Linked DNA regions of Pan troglodytes: region 1 is linked to region 2. The links are chromatin contacts, called in public HiChIP or PLAC-seq maps. All regions are on one chromosome and are shown on one strand. Each heading gives the region's core, a stretch centred on a gene start, on an enhancer-like site or on the middle of the called end of the contact. The rest is flanking DNA. Distances are from core to core; before and after follow the strand shown. Region 1 holds the start of AQP5 (aquaporin 5). Region 2 holds the start of CERS5 (ceramide synthase 5).

The links. HiChIP or PLAC-seq counts read pairs in DNA pulled down with a chosen protein or histone mark.
Region 1: a contact with region 2 is called in an H3K4me3 HiChIP or PLAC-seq map of stem cell-derived excitatory neurons, with 6 times the contacts expected there. The contact joins the promoter of AQP5 here to the promoter of CERS5 in region 2. A contact is called at or near these places in 1 of 7 Hi-C or Micro-C datasets (stem cell-derived neural progenitor cells) and 1 of 1 datasets of contacts at active chromatin or transcription factors (stem cell-derived excitatory neurons).

The regions. Positions count from the first base shown.
Region 1 is chr10:45,908,019-45,911,411 of NHGRI_mPanTro3-v2.0_pri, forward strand. AQP5 (aquaporin 5) reads right to left here and starts at 2,060. Exons shown (of 4, transcript XM_001157125.7): 1 at 1,532-2,060; 2 at 260-424. The coding sequence starts at 1,894. It overlaps LOC104001538 (a long non-coding RNA gene), which reads left to right and starts at 992. Exons shown (of 2, transcript XR_673400.5): 1 at 992-1,249.
Region 2 is chr10:45,703,442-45,706,647 of NHGRI_mPanTro3-v2.0_pri, forward strand. It overlaps CERS5 (ceramide synthase 5), which reads left to right and starts at 1,268. Exons shown (of 11, transcript XR_010148304.1): 1 at 1,268-1,596.

The DNA of each region.
Region 1 (3,393 bases), core at 810-3,309, 210 kb after region 2:
CCCTCCTCTCTTCTCTGCTCTGAGGTTGGGTTTGATTCCTGTCCCATCCCACCTCCTACTTACTCCCATCTTTCCTCAGCCCAGAGGTTTTGGGGGGATCAATTCTGGGGCCCAGTAGGGCCAGAGTCCAGGAGCCCTAAATCCAGGCCTTAAACTCTGCTGGACTCATCAATCTGAAGTGGGCTCCGCTCCAGGGCTCCATTATTTGCCTTGAGTGCCTGCCCCACCCTCACCCCAGCCCAATGTCGGTACTGCTCACTCCGACAAGGTGGCCCAGGGTGACAGACAGGCCAATGGACAGGGCTGGGGAGCCCACAGGGCTGGTGCGGCGGGAGTCAGTGGAGGCGAAGATGCAGAGTGCCAGCTGGAAGGTCAGAATCAGCTCCACCACCATGGCCTGGCCCTGCGTTGTGTTGTTGTTGAGCTGCAAGAGGATAGCGGGTTAGGACCCCGGCCACCTTCTGGCTGTATAGCCAGGGGCTCGGGGAGTAGGGCTTTTGGCCTCCAGGGACACTTAGAGCACCTTGGCACCTGGAAGCCAAGTCCTGTGGACATCGCCCCAGCGAAGCCATTTGTTAAAGACACTATACATTTCACAGTTTGCAGAGGCTTGAAGCTCAGGCCTGTGGCCAAAGGGCAGAGCGTCAGGGTAGCTTTTCCTGGACATGGGCCTATCAATGGCTCTGCCCAACCCCCAGCCCCCATAAGCTGGCATTTACCCTCCATCCTGTGGGCAGCTGCCCGGTTTGCCTGCCTCACACCCCATCCCGGCCTCCTGCCCATGCCTGGCCCCATGCCAGTGCCAGCCTTAAACCCGTCTCTCCAGTGCGGCTGACTCACAGCTTGACAATGGCCAAGCAAATCCTCCTCTGTGTTTGATTAATGAACCCAGTTTGCATGGGGTTGGGGGCTGACTCTGGGGCTGCAGGAGGTGGGAGGGAGGCAGGGGTGCGGGGTTGAGGGGAGGAGCACAGGTTGGGGAAAGAGGGAACCAATACTCAACAGAAACTGCTCTGCACTGGCCCCACATTAGGGGGTTCCTATCTACGGTTTCTAAATGTGAGCCCCTTGACACCTGCTGTGGCAGACACAACCATCCCCATGGAGGCGCTGAGAACAATGAAGCACAGACAGGCCAGGGTCACCCAAAGCCATGATGACAGCCCGCTTTTCTCTGGTGGTTCTACTCAACCGCTCCACTGAGGTGATGGGAGAGGTGAGGGGCCCAGGAGGAAAGTGGAGCTCAAAGGTGAGACAGGAGGAGGCAGAAGTTTCTGGCAGGAGAGGAGGGGTAGCAGGCATTGGAGAGAGACCAGGGTGGGCCAGCATGAGGGGAGGGGGAGAGGAGGTGGGCAGGAAGGGAGCACACATCAGCCTGGAGAGTTGCCTTCCTGGCCTTGGGAGGCTCTGCCTTCCTGGTGAAGGGTGTGGGCTGGCCCACTCTGCGGCACCCGTTTTTTCCAGGTGGGGTAAGAGGCCTGGTCCTGAGCCCACCCCAGGGTCGAGGCTCCCACCCCCCCAGGGCACTCACAGCGTTGACGGCCAGATTGCCCCGGGCATTGAGCGGTGCCACACCGTAGAGGATGCTGGCCCCGGCAATGGCGCCCACCAGCTGGGCCGCCACGTAGAAGAAAGCCCGGAGCAGCGAGATCTGGTTGCCCACCAAGAGGGCCAGGGTGATGGCGGGGTTGATGTGGCCGCCGCTCACGGGTCCCAGGGCCTGGGCCAGCGTGCCTATGGCCAGGCCAAACGCCAGCGCGATCTGCAGGATGGTAGGCAGCGCCGACGGCCACTTGAGGGCTGAGCCCAGGCCAAAGAAGACGAAGATGAGGGTGGCCAAGAACTCGGCGAACACGGCCTTGAGGAAGGCCACGGAGCACACCTCCTTCTTCATGGTGGCCGCGGGGGCCCGGCGGCAGCTGCCGCGGCGGGGGGCGCCCGTTGGGTCGCAGGCGGCGGAGGAGGTGGATGCGGCGGGGGCGGGGGCCTGGCTGCGGGGCGCCGCGCACTGTCCCGCGCCCACTCCGAGGCTGGCGGCCTGGCGCGGGCCCTGCTGGGGCGCGCTATATAGGGGGCGGGCGGCCGGGCGCGGGGCCGGCGCGGGGGGGCAGGGGGCGGCTCCTACGCTCGGGGGCCAGCGCGGCGCGCGGGTTGGGAGGCTCCAGGCCGCTGCGGGCCCGCCGCTCCCGGTCGTCCAGCGCAACCCCGGCGCGACCCCCGCCCCCCGGCCGGGGCAGCCGCCGGCCCGTCCGGGCCACGTGACCCAGGCGGCGGTGTAGACCGGCCCAGCGTCCCGGGCCCTGCGCATGATGCGCCCAGGTTGGCTCCCGCGCTCTCCTCGGTGCCGGGCGCCCCGGACTCCCTGGGAGACGGGGCTCGGTCCCGGCGCTTCACTCCGACCTCGGGGCGTCTAGCTCCGCCGGCCCTTACCGCGCTCCGTGCGCGGCCTTCCCCTTTTCTTCTCTTCGGGCTTTTGGTCCAGCTCCTCCTTTTCCTCCTGCGACCGGAGCATCCTGACCCGCCTCACCCCCGGCTGGGTCGGAGTGATGCTCGTCCCGCAGGTCGGCGCCGCTCACCTCCCTCACCGCCGGCGGCGGGGGCGGGCGGCCGGGCTGGGTCCTGCAGGGCGGTCCGGCCGTCCGACGTGGGCCGCTCCCGGCCTGGGCCGGGCGAGCTTCTGGGCTTGGAAGGCTGGCGTTTTGGGAAAAGTGGGCACCGTGCCAGCCTGCCCCGACGCTTCGCAATCCTTGACGCCCGGTAGCTGGGCAGTACCTGGACTAGGCAACGGACCCCCGGAGGCGCCCTCTCCCAGGCCGGGGTTCCCCTTGTCGACGGGACGGGACGGGGGTGTGACGTGAGGCCTTGAGACTCTGGGAGTTGGAGTGGGGGAGCAGGCGGGGTAGAGACGCACCACTGACCTCCCAAGCGCGGTCTTGGCGTCTTCCCTCTTCCTGCTAGAAGCCCCTCACCCTGGATCTAAGACTCTCCTTCTCTTCCTCCACCTCCCCTAAGTCTCCTTCGAACCCTCACTTGGTCTTGATCTCTCTCCCCTCGAAATCTGTTTCTGTCAGTCAGTCTTTGCAAAACCTTATTTCTCTTTTTGTCTCTGTCTTTGGTCTCTGACCCTCTCCCTCTGCCAGCCTCTTCCTCTCGGTCTCTCTCCGAGAGGTCTCTTTCTCATTTCAGTCTCTCTGTTCTCCACCTCTCCATCTCTCTCTCTCTCACACCTTCTCATTTTCTGTTTTTCCTTCCTGCCTTTTGCTGTCTTAGTCTCTCTGTCTCTGTCTATTCATTTCTCTCATCCTGCAGTTTCTGTCTCCTGGCTATTTTCACCTTTTCTCTGCCTCTTAATTTTTGTGCCTTTCTTTGTTTCTGTCTGTTTCTACTCATTTT
Region 2 (3,206 bases), core at 18-2,517:
CAAAGTGTTGGGATTACAGATGAGCCGCGCCCGGCCTTTTTATGTTTGTTTTTGTTTTGAGACGCTCTGTTGCCTAGGCTGGAGGGCAATGGCGCGGTCTCGGCTCACTGTGATCTCCGCCTCAAGCAATTCTCCTGCCTCAGCCTCCCGAGTAGCTAGGATTACAGGCATGCACCACCACACCCGGGTAATTTTTGTATTTTTAGTAGGGACGGGGTTTCACCATGGCCAGCCTGGTCTCGAACTCCTTACCTCAGGTGATTCTTCCGCCTTGGCCTTCCAACGTGCTGGGATTACAGGCGTGAGCCACCACACCCGGCCTGCCTTTACGTATACTTTTTGAGTGCTTCCCTTTTCACTTTGTTTTTCTTCCATTTCCTTTTCCCCAAGAGAAGAATAAAAGGATTTTTGTAAACTTTTTTTATTTTTATTTTGGGACGGAGTCTTTGGTCTGTCGCCCAGGCTGGAGTGCAATGGCGCGATCTCGGCTCACTGCGACCTCCGCCTCCCAGGTTCAAGCGATTCTCCTGTCCCAGCTTTCCGAGTAGCTGGGATTACAGGCACAGCGCCACCAGGCCCAGCTAATTTTTGTATTTTTAGTAGAGACGGGGTTTGGCCATGTTGGCCAGGCTGGTCTCGAACTCCTGACCTCAGGTGATCCGCCAGCCTCGGCCTCTGAAAGTGCTGGGATTACAGGCGTGAGCCACCGCGCCCGGCCTTTTGTAAACTGTTAAGTCCATTTTTTTCTGAGGAAAAGTGACGAATTTTTAAGGGATAAAGCAGTGAAAGTAGGCTGAGGTCACGGGGCACGAAGGGAAGAAAAGGTTGGGAGCGAAAAGAACTCTAGTGGCGGACAGTAGTGGGCAGGACCAGCTGACATCCAAGAGAAGCCCTGACCTGAGAGATCGATCTGGCCTCCGGGAGTGGAGACAGAGGTACCGCCTGGGTGGGAGCCGGAACGGATTCGATTCCAACAGGCTGAGAAAGGAGAATGTCCCTGTAAAGGAGCTAGGCCTGAAATAAGGGGTGTGGCCGTGGCTGGATGGAAGAGTGAGGGAGGAGTAGAAGCGTGGCCTAGACCAGCAGCAAAAGAGGGCGGGCCCAGGGCCGCCCGAGGCGTGGTCCCAGGGCCGGGCTGGGCGAGTCAGAGGCTCGGGAAGGGGCGTGGATCCCCGGAGGCGGTCCCCGGGTTGCAGTGAGGGAAATGGGCCGGGAGGAGAGATGGGCGGTGAAGAGGCCCGGCCCTGCCAGGGAGGCGGGCGGATCCGTGGCAGTGACCAGAAGGGGCCGGAAGGGGGTGGCCGCCGGCCGGGCCCCGCCCTGGGGCCGCCTCCCCGCGGGTTCCGTTGGCTGTGGCGGCAGCTGACGCTTGTGGCGGCGGTGGTTTCGGGGTGGGCGTAAGATGGCGACAGCGCAGGGACCCCTAAGCTTGCTGTGGGGCTGGCTGTGGAGCGAGCGCTTCTGGCTACCCGAGAACGTGAGCTGGGCTGATCTGGAGGGGCCGGCCGACGGCTACGGTTACCCCCGCGGCCGGCACATCCTCTCGGTGTTCCCGCTGGCGGCGGGCATCTTCTTCGTGAGGCTGCTCTTCGAGCGGTGAGAGCCCGGGAGCGAGCGGCTCGGGGGCCGGGCGCGGGCCGGGGGCGCCCCGCTGTGGGAAGGGCCGAGGGCCGGAAGCAGAACTGCAAGGAAAGCCCGGAAGCAGGGGCTGGGGGAGCTTGGGCCGCGGCGGGTGATGCTAGGCGCGTGGGCGAGGTGGTAGCCTAGATGGAGAAGGAGTTTGGGGCGTGGGCAAGAGAAAGAGTGAGGGTCTAGGGGAATGCTGGGACCCTTCAATGTTAGATCCGGAGTTGGATTGGGGGGGTTATATAGGCCTCCTCCCAACCTCCAAGGGTCCTACAGATGAGGAAACAGGTTCAGTGTGAGCTCTGGCAGAGGCCCCGAAGAGAGGGATAGGAAGGGGCCAGGAGAACCAGAGCTAGTTGTGACCATGGAAGCCGAGGGGTCAACGCAAGGGCCAGACGTTCCAAGGGAAAGGAATGGACTCATCAGACTCTTAAGATTTGTTAGGACGCTTGAGTTTCCGAGAATTGGGGGGAACAGGATTAGTTTGGCCCTAAGAGTTGGTTTGGTATGTCAACTCATGCACGTTTGTTGGTAGGAGGGTAGAAATCTGGTTGGGATAGGGTGTGGTGGAGCCCTAGGCTTCCAAAGTAATGGAAAGATGTCAGATTAGTTGCAGAACAGGCCTTGGGGCCTGAAATGGAAGGAGGAGTGTTCGAAGGCATGGAGGAGAGCCACAGGGCTTTATCAGAGGACAGCTATATTGAGCCAGATTCTTTTTTTTTTTTTTTTTTTTTTTGAGACAGAGTTTCGCTCTTGTTGCCCAGGCTGGCGTGCAATGGCACGATCTCGGCTTACCGCGACCTCCGCCTCCCCTGTTGAAGCGATTCTCCTGCCTCAGCCTCCCGAGTAGCTGGAATTACAGGCAGGCGCCACCACGCCCTGGCTACTTTTTGTATTTTTAGTAGAGACCGGGTTTCGCCATGTTGGCCAGGCTGGTCTGTAACTCCTGACCTCAAGTGATCCGCCCGCCTCTGCCTCCCAAAGTGCTGGGATTACAGGCGTGAGCCACCGCACCCGGCCTTAAGCCAGCTTCTAAATGAGTTTAGCAGAATTGCAATATACTTTGTTCAACCACGTGATTTCACCTTTAAGTGAATGGATCATATGTTTGTCCAAGATAAAGATATTCACTGAGGCTTTGGTGTGTGATATTATAATGTGAATTTATACCTGTGGGTGATTTTGATCAAGTCTACTCAGACTCCAAGAAAGGAGACATGTTTCTGCCATAGGCCAGGTAATGAGGGTGGTTCTTGGACATCTGTTCGTTTTGCCTTTATCCAAGCATAAATGATTGTAATGCAGGAATGCCCTTTCTAGGATGGGAATATGTTGCAGGTGAAATAATCTGTTAATTTCTGAAAGATAGCATCTGTTTGGGATTGCTTCTTTGATTTGCCTACTGTTTTTGACTCAAGTCTTTCAAAATCTTGTGTTCTATTTAGCTAGTCACGCATCCATTTATTCGTAGTATTTGTGCATCATCATCAAAATGCTCTGCCAGACGTTCAAGTGCAAAAATAAAGATGCTTAAGTGAAGCAAATGAAACCCAAAGATCTAAATGGCTTTCCTTGGCCCT